Linked DNA regions of Mus musculus: region 2 is linked to region 1. A link is a contact called in public Hi-C data. All regions are on one chromosome and are shown on one strand. Each heading gives the region's core, a stretch centred on a gene start, on an enhancer-like site or on the middle of the called end of the contact. The rest is flanking DNA. Distances are from core to core; before and after follow the strand shown. Region 1 has its middle 110 kb from the start of Lnx1. Region 2 holds the start of Gsx2 (GS homeobox 2).

The links. A called contact is a pair of places that touch in the nucleus more often than the background predicts.
Region 2: a contact with region 1 is called in a Hi-C map of embryonic stem cells, with 2.8 times the contacts expected there. The contact joins the promoter of Gsx2 here to the enhancer-like site in region 1. A contact is called at or near these places in 6 of 39 promoter capture datasets (cranial neural crest, embryonic stem cells, frontonasal cranial neural crest and 3 more), 9 of 484 Hi-C or Micro-C datasets (the G1E-ER4 cell line, cerebellum, cortical neurons and 1 more) and 5 of 115 datasets of contacts at active chromatin or transcription factors (embryonic forebrain, embryonic limb bud, embryonic stem cells and 1 more).

The regions. Positions count from the first base shown.
Region 1 is chr5:74,811,531-74,816,116 of GRCm38.p6, reverse strand. No RefSeq gene overlaps it. Among named protein-coding and RNA genes, the nearest start is that of Lnx1, 110 kb to the right of the region's middle. Within about 2 kb of position 2,521, at least 10 of the 459 cell types and tissues checked have an H3K27ac peak or open chromatin away from gene starts, as enhancers often do. A contact at or near this core is called in embryonic stem cells, where this site is marked.
Region 2 is chr5:75,073,636-75,078,221 of GRCm38.p6, reverse strand. It overlaps Gsx2 (GS homeobox 2), which reads right to left and starts at 2,621. Exons shown (of 2, transcript NM_133256.2): 1 at 1,885-2,621; 2 at 329-1,256. The coding sequence starts at 2,461. The coding sequence ends at 916.

The DNA.
Region 1 (4,586 bases), core at 1,272-3,771:
CAGCTTGGATCACTGCCTGAGCTCCAGGACAGTGAAAAACCTCAAAAAGCAAGATGGCTGGCTTGTGGGGATAACAGCACACATGAATGGTCCCCCACCCCGACTCCTGCCCCAGCTAATCATAATGACACACAGCCATAACTCCAGGATCTGGAAAACTAAGGCAGGGAGATTTTGGATTAGAGGCCAGCCTGGACTACATAGTGACCTTACCTCACACACATACACACACACACACACACACACACACACACACACACAAACAAACAAAAAACAAAAACAAAACCCACACACACACAAACACAAAAAACAAACAAACAACAAAAAAATTCCAAATGCAAACAAACAACAAGGAACTGAAATCAAAAGAGCCAGAGAGAGAGGCCCTGTCCTTTCCCTGTGTAAAAACATAGTTAAGGTCCTGCCTTCCAACCAGGAAGCCAGCTCTCTCCCTCACCAGATACTGCATTGGCAGGTCTTAAACTCTGGAGACTCCAGAGGACTGGGCAGGAAATTTCTGCTGTCTATGAATTCCTCCTGATACTTCCTCCACCTATGGCGTTTTGTTAAACACAACCTGGATGGTGAGACAGAGGGTAGAGAGCTGTCTTTTGCCTCATTCTGTAGTCCCTGCACCTAAGACAAGCCAGACACACTCTTGTGCTCAATGAATATTTGTTGAATCAAAGACAAATTTTGTAAGTGAATGATGGCAGATGATTAGATAGTACCTGGTGCATTCATCGTGTCCTTTCTGGTGAGTCCACCTAGAGGCCAGCGGTGTGACTCACACCTGTAATCCCCAGAGACTGAGGAAAAGACCATTGCAAGTTTGGAGCTGGTTGCATTGTGAGTTCCAGGCCAATCTGGATGACTGAGTAAGACCCTGTTTCAAAACCAAAGAGAAAGTAAACCAAAATTTCTAGAACTTTCTTTGAAGAGCATCTCTTCCCTCTTCAAAGCATATTCTCTCCAGTGAAGATGCCTGGCTAGAGATGGAGAGATAATCCAATAGACGTCAGTTCTGAGGCTCCTAGAAGAGCCCTGGTAATAAGGAGTTTCCCTGCCATGGATACAGCTGTCTCTAGGGGTTATGGGAGCCAGAAACTTTCAGGGTTCAGTTTATACAAAGTGCCTGCCTAAGAGTCAACTCTGTTTTGAGAAAGCAGAGCCAAGAGAAGGGAGAAGGGATCAAACACCTAACTCTTAATAGTCCAACCATACCTAGGATCCAAAAACCCTTTGCAACTGGTAGTCGTTCAGCCCAATAGCACCACCAACCCAGTCAAATTTCCAGAAGTATGGCACTTTACGGTAACAAAGACTGCACTACAGAAACGTCTGTGGATTCAGTATCCTGAGAGTTATGGCTGCTATTTGAGCATGTTGGGTCAGCTGGAACTAGTCAAGAGCCAGACCGCTGTTTCATAGACCTCAACATACAGGCTGCTTAAACACGCTGTGCATTTCTCTGCTGTGGAGAAGTCTGCTAAGCCATCTAGGACCTTGACTGTGGCTTAAGCAGAATCTTGCCCTCTTTTTTTTTGTTTTTTGTTTTTTTTGTTTGTTTTACTTCATCATCTGCAGAGTGCATGTGTCTCATGCCAGGTGGGAAGGGGGCACCAATGCTCCTAAGATGCTACTGGTATGCAAGAAGAGCCTATAAAAGAGAGGCTATAAAGGTTTTCTTTCCCTCCCTCCCTCCTTCTCTTCCTTCCCTCCTCCCCCTTTTCTTCCCTCCCTCCTTCCCTCCCTCCTTCTCTTCCTTCCCTCCTCCCCCTTTTCTTCCCTCCCTCCTTCCCTCCCTCCTTCTCTCCCTTCCCTTCCCCTCCCCTTTCCTTCCCTCCCTTCCTCTCTTCCTTCCCTCCCTTCCTCTTTTCCTTCCCTTCCTGCCTTTCTCCCCTCCCTTCACTCATCCTTTCCTTCTGCATAGTCACCCATGCTACCTGCTATCAATGGTGTGATGTTGACAGTCAGAGATGTAACACTGAAAAAGTTGGCACAGTTTTCTCCCTCCCTAAGTTTATCTTTCTTAGAGTGCTATTTCTTATTTTTAAACCGCCAGAGACCTAACTGTAGAAGGTGCCTGCTCCCAGTGATATTGTAATGCTAGTTGGGTTCAGAAGGCACCCCTACCTCCACCCCCCATCTCCCACCCCCACACCCAGAGAGAGGTTCAGCCTCTTGCATTGCAGAACAAAGAAATAAACAGGCACATGACTGCAAAGGAAGCAGGGACAATTTGTCAAGATGAACGGCCCTGGCAAGCAGCAGAAGATGGTTAAGTACAGACGGGTGAAACTTAGCAGCTCAGAGGCCCTGCCAAGTGCTGGGAGCTTAGTTCCCTTTGCGCAAGCTTTGCAGAATTTGCAGTGCCTCTACCTCCTCTTTCTTCTGTGTTCTATCTGTTTCGTGAAGTTCTACAGGTACCTGTGAGTCACATGCCTCATTAGCATCCTAAAGCTCCACCCCCGGGGGTGTGTTTTGTCATCCTAATGAGCCAGATTATTCACTATGCTCCTCCACTCCTCCAGAGTGGCTCTGTACCTTTGGCAGTGGCACTGGCTTTAGTTGGCTGCCCCTGCTGAGAGTTTTCAAACCTTTTCTTTGCCAACTTGTTTTGAATATGCTAATTTTGTAGGGTTTGGCATAGGGCCTTTTGACCTTTGTTCTTCTGTCCTCTCTCCTGCAGGGTGGACTCTGGATCACCCTCTTGGTAAGGCTGGGAAGTCGGGCCACCCCTAACTTCTAGGAGCCAGTGGATTCCAGTTTTCTGGGCCCAGGCCTACTGAACTAGGAGGGTCTGCCCCTGCCCTCAGTTACATTTTCAGAGACATTATTGATATTCATTTCAATTGTTTTCATCACATGTATAGTGCAAATCTTTGCCCTCCTTGTTGTTAAAGCCTCTGTCTCCTCCCAAAGGGATTTAAGAATAAAGTGCATTTGTCTATAGAATGACAGCAATGCCTAGTTCATGGGCGTGTTGTAAAAACTAAATGGGATGATGCCAGTAAATTTGGGAGATGGAGGGCGGGGAGAGAATCTAAGAGAATCTATCTCTAGATAGATAGATAGATAGATAGATAGATAGATAGATAGATAGATAGACAGATAGATATGTAGATGGATAGATATGTAGATATATAGATTGATACATTGATATACAGATAGATACATAAATATTGTAGATAGATAGATAGATATGTAGATAGATGGAGACAAGATATGCTACTGAGAGTGTGAAAGAGAGACTCAAGCAGAGACAGCTTTACAGAAATGTGAGCATATTTGTGCACACTAAAATAATTGAATTTAACATTAGGGAGTTGAAGAAGTTGTTGTCTTTTTGTTCAATGCTCTTTAACACAAAAGATGTTATTTCCTTAAAACTCCCTCTTGGGGGAAAAAGGTTAAGAAAAGAAGTCATGAAAAATGTGAAAAGGTTGGAGTCATTATTTTTTTAGGAACGTGTTTCAATTTTCCACCGTATTGAATGACTTGAGTTCTGAATGATGAGAAAAATTTCCAACTTGTGCTTCTCTGTCTATTTCTCACCTCCCAAGTTTGCTAATTTTGCATATTTACCATGTGTAATGGCCACATGTGGGTGTGGGGAGATTTCTTCCGTAACTCTTTAACATCAACCAGTTCTAGAATTAAATAGACTATGTGCCCATGAGGAATTTCCTCTTGTCCCAGTATATCCATTCTCAGCCGATTAGTCTCACCTTCGTCTCTAACCTGACAGGATGTTGAGTAGGTGGAGGGGGTTGTGGGTGGGGTGAGGGAGGGAGATGAATATAACCAACTACACTGTTTAGAATTCTCAACTAGGAGCTAGAAAGATGGCTCAGTGGTTAAGAGCACTGACTGCTATTCTAGAGGTCCTGAGTTCAATTCCCAGCAACCACATGGTGACCTACAACCATCTGTAATGGGATCGGATGCCCTCTTCTGGTATGTCTGAAGACATCTACAGTGTTCTCATACATAAAATAAATCTTTTAATAAATTCTCAGCTAATAAAAGCATTGTTTACAAAGTCTCTCCCTCGCTCCTTGAGTTCCTCTCTTCACGGTGTCTGACTGTGTTACTTGTATTTCCTTGTCAACTTCCGTTTTCCTGCTTGACTTCCACCTACACTCTAGACTCTGCAGAGGAGATCCCTACTCTTCGTTTATTCTGCCACCGTTCTTCAGGAGTTGTATTGTTTATATTTGTTTTTATCTACCCCAGTCAAGAACCTGACTTCCATTTTTTAAAAAAATGAATCTATTTATGCCATGTTCATTTAGAAATTTGAACTACACTGCACAAACTTTTTTTTTTTTTTGAGATGGAGTCTTACATTCTAGCCTAATTGGCGAGGAATTTATTTTGTAGGCCAGTATACAAAGTGGGATTAAAGTTTTAAGCAACATGCCTGGTTTCAAATATTTTTTAATCATAAATCTTAAGGTTGCAATAGAACTAGGATTGTGTGATTAAGTCTCATAAGAAAAGCTCTGAAGATGGCTTTTGCTCCTTCCACGATGGGGAGCTCACTCCTGGGCAAAGCTCTTGGGTTTATCTGCCTATATTTA
Region 2 (4,586 bases), core at 1,372-3,871, 260 kb before region 1:
GGAAACATTGTGGATGTTGGATTTCCCCTCTACTACATATCAGGTTCCCTCAGTATTCTTCAGTGTTCCTCCTACAGTTAGTTCCCAGTTCTGCCAAATGGGCTGTCACCTGGTTTTTGAAAGGCTCACTAGCTGGTGGGTCACCTCAAATGAGGACTGAAGGTCTTTTTGGTAAGAAGTTTCTGTTACCCACAAAACCTTTAGTTCCAAGTTCCATCAGCTAAGTGACCCACATTAAGTTGCAGTCAGTATTTAACCCCTAAGTCCCTCCTCCATGACTGTCTCTAGATATGGTGTGTGTGGGGGGGGGGGGATAAGGACAAGTACCACGAATTAAAAAATATTTATTTCGTTTCATTTATTTAAATAAATATAAATATGTATTTTATATAAAACTATTCACATACAAAGGGACTTCCAGAGACCTGGATTTAAAATTCTCCCCCATGAAAATTTTCAGAAAACAAGACCTACGGAGTTTAACTCTCTATATTAATGGCAACTTCAATGATTTCATTTTAAAACAACAACAAAAACAATAAAGAAACCCCTCTTCTCATCAAGTTCTGAAAAGACAGGGGGGCAAATGGCATGCGTCTTCAACCAACCCCTCCCCCCATACAGTGTTAAACTTTAATCAACCCTGGTTTTTCCTGATATATGAGACTGGTTAGAATTCTAGATATTTACATTAAAAACAACAAAAAAGCAAACAAAAAACCAATCCGTAACTGAGTGGAATCCCAGATAAAGAGGAGCTAGCTTCAAAGTCGGGCCCGGCATTGAATTCCCCGGACTTTTCAGAGTTTCTTTTCCAGGTGGAATGAGGGCAATGGACTAGAACTTTGGTCCCTGTGCTGATGGGGAGGAGGAGGGCAGGGTACCGGGAGCAGGTAGCAGAAGGAGCCTCTGCCTTTACAAGGGGGAAATCTCCTTGTCTTCGTTAGCCGAGGCAGGGGACAAGGAGTCCTCGTCCTCGGAGCGCGCATAATGCGCCTGGCTACCCACGCACTTGCAGCTTGTGTGATTGTTCCTCGAAGCGCCTTTCCCCTCCTTCTTGTGCTTCACGCGACGGTTCTGAAACCAGATTTTCACCTGCTTCTCTGACAGGTTTAGGTATGTCGCGATCTCGATTCTCCGGAGTCGGGACAGGTACATATTGGAAGAGAATTCTCGCTCCAGCTCCAGGAGCTGCGTGCTGGTAAACGCTGTCCTCATCCTTTTGCCATTGGGTACCTGGCTGGTATCGGAGCCTCCTGTGGACCCAAAAGAGAGCAGAGAGGTGATGAACCGCAGAAAAAAAAAAGTGACCCCACTCTACTTGACAACCCTTGGAAAGAACGCGGCTCCAGAACCCAGTCTAACCCAACACATCCATGTTTGTCCCTGGTCTGTCTGGGAGTGTAAGAAAGACAGACGTTCATGAGAATTAAGGCCTTTAATGTCCTGGATTTTAAGTTAAAGGACTCCAGTGGAACTTGCACCTACTGCCTTCTCCTTCCCCTTGTCTGTCTTCCATTGGCCTAGCAAAGCTAACCAGCTAGCAGCCTCGGCCAAAGGCACAGACAGCCTTTAACCAACAGGGAAGCTAAGATGCCACACTGAGGTCCAAACGCATCCACCCCAAATCTCAGTCAGTTTAACCTCCTATTTCTCTGAAGTCTTGATCCAGGTCTCCAAAGCCCAGATAACAGGCGACACTTGTGCACCTGTAGAGCTAAGGGCACAAGGCCTCGCCAAGAAGTTGACTCCTTAACTTCCACCTCCGTGGAATTTCTAGGGGAAGATCTCAACAGTTCCACAGAAGATCCCACCTTACTCCCACCTCCTTCCCTGGTGGCGCAAAGTTTGTTTCCCCGGAGGCACGCAGGTACCCCGCCCTACCCATGGAGAGGCAGTGGAATCTCCGTGGGTCCGACATGTTGTAGGTAGTGGCGGCGCAGACAGGTGCGTGGTGCTGCGGGTGTCCCAGAGCCGCCGCTGCCGCAGCTGCCGCCGCCGCCGCCGCGGCCGCCGCTGCAGCCGAGCCGGGCTGCTGGGGCTGGTGATGGTGATGATGATGCTGTGGTGGGTGGTGGTGATGGTGTGCGTGGCTCACCCGTGGGCAAAACTGCGCGTCCCCAGGAGCGGGAGAGAACTGGCTTTTGAGCAAAGGTAGAGCGCCGGTGCCTCCAGCCACCCCGCCGCCCGCCACTGCAGCCCCCGCGGTCCCCGTAGCTCCGCCACCAGCTCCTGCGGGCGGGCGAGAGGAGTGCAGGTGCGAGGTGACGCAAAGCGGGCACACGCAGAAAGCGCCGCTTTTGCGGGACGGACAGCCAGGCCCGGACACTGACATCACCAACGGGGACGGCATGCCCAGCGGGATGAAGAAATCCGGCCCTGGGTGCGATTCCGGCAGCGAGGGTGCGGGCCGTGAGGAGTCCTTGATGATGAGTGAGTCCACGTAGAAGGAGCGCGACATGTCGATGGATGGCTTGTCCTGCGGGCTGCTGAGTCCCCTTCTCTCCTTCTGCTATCTGAGCACTGTCCGGAAAGCTGGGCGCACGCGGGCGGTCAAGTCCTTGGGGATGCTGAGGTGTCTGGGACTCGAACAAAGGGGTCCCTGGAGAGGGTTGGTCCTCACGTCCCCCGCCCGGAGCCCCGGCTCCAGGATTTTATAGCCCCCACCGCGGCACGTGATGCTGCGGAGTACCGCTCAGCTCAGACTCCTCGGCAGCTCCCCACCCTCGGGATAGGCTGCCCGAGTCACAACAGAAGCGGAGGGGTGGGGGTGGGGGGAGGCAGGGAAGAACGAGGGGGAGAGGGAGACTTCGCTAAGTGTAGGGTCTGTTAATTTTGCTAGGGATCGACCTCCTCTCCCTCCATCACTCTCAGCGGAAAATCTCAGCGATCCAGTTTCTGCCTACCTTCCTCCCTCGCTTGGGCCTCTGTCCAACGCTTCACAGTGACACACTGCAGAGAGCACCAGGTGGGGACCTCCAAGCCATTTAAACTGAGATAACCAATGCATTTAAGCTCCTAGGAGCCAACCCTAGCTGCGCAGTAAAGCTTGAGACTTCTGCTCTGGACCAGCGTATGTGGCCTTGTAGTGGAGGTCGGCCGGTCTAACGCTCACCACATTCATATCTGCCCTTGCTCCCCAGCTTTTCGATTTGGCCAAGGTCTGGCGGGTAACAACCCAGCTTAGAAACCAAGCACTCCAGGCTACATCAATTCTCAAATGTCCTTGTATTCTCTTGAGGTCACTCAGACCACTAATCCTTCCTTGTGCATCTTTCTAACCAGCAGCTCTGCCTTCTGCAAAGAGTCAATCCTTTCTTATTTCAAGCAGTTACATAGTTTCCAAGCCCAACCTCCGCTAAACTTCACCAGGAACATTTTGCAGAGACTGGGGTAGCAGCTGGAGGAGGCCCTTGCGGTCCCTTGGTCTAAGTGATCTCCTGCTAACACCACCCCACCCTTCTCAATAGATGCTTATTGCATCCTTGCTTATTCCGCCATTCAGCTAGTGGTGGAATCCTGCCTGTACCTAAGGAGCAGTTTAGTAGCAGACCTCCATTTGGTGGCTCAGAAAGACTTGTGCACCTACCTGCTAGGTGGCTGCCATCTAGATGTCTTTGGGAGAAAGTCAAGGCCACAGAGGTGACAGCAATTTCTCCCCTGTCCTTTTACCAAAATGGCTAACTTCAAGTGTGAGTTTACAACAGTGACAGTTAACTTGAAGATCAAGGGCAGGGAACAGCAGTTGGAGGCTCAGGGTTCTGTGTCTGTCCTGTCTTTCTTTCCCCTTTCCATCTCTGTGACCACCCCTCTCTTGCCTGCTGGAAGTGTATAATTGGGTTGTAGGGATGCCCCACTCTAGGGAGCCCAGGATTTATGGATGGCAATTAAAGTTTTATGAATTGCAGCTGAGGCTGGTTATTGAGCTATTTGAATGTGATTAGAATTCAATTAGAAAGTGGTTAGTGGACGGTGGGTCTCCTGAGTGTAAACAGACAGCTATTCCAGAAATGTGCTAATCCAACATCTTGTGACAACAATTAAGGAGTCTCGGGGCTGAGCACGGGGTCCCCGCTCACTTGTAACTACTTCTGCACTGCAAGGTTTGCCTTAGACAGCCTCCAAAGCTCCTCCTTTTCATCCAGCCCACATAGTCCAGCCCAGCTCCGACCAACCTACTCTCTCCTTCCACTGGAGAGGAGCAAGCAGCTTCTGCATTCTTTACAAGTCTTTTCTAACACTGTGAAAGGATACTGGAGCTCAAAAACGGAGATAGCCTTGTGGTAGATTATTATTTATGTTGAAAGATTTACTTAAGTGAGGAGGGTTGTGCTTGTTTGTATGCAAGGATGTGCACACATTTGTGCCTGGTGTCCTCAGAGGCCAGAGGCCATCAGATCCCCCTAGAACTTGGTTGTGAGTCATTATATGTGTACTGGGAGCCAAACCCAGGTCTTCTTCCAGAGAGCAACAAGTGTCCTTAGTTGAGCTATTTCTCCTGCCAGTCACGGGATATGTGTTTAAGGCCTATATTGCACAATGGCTTCAATAGGATGATGCCCAGAGAAGCCAGCCGTATACTCTTT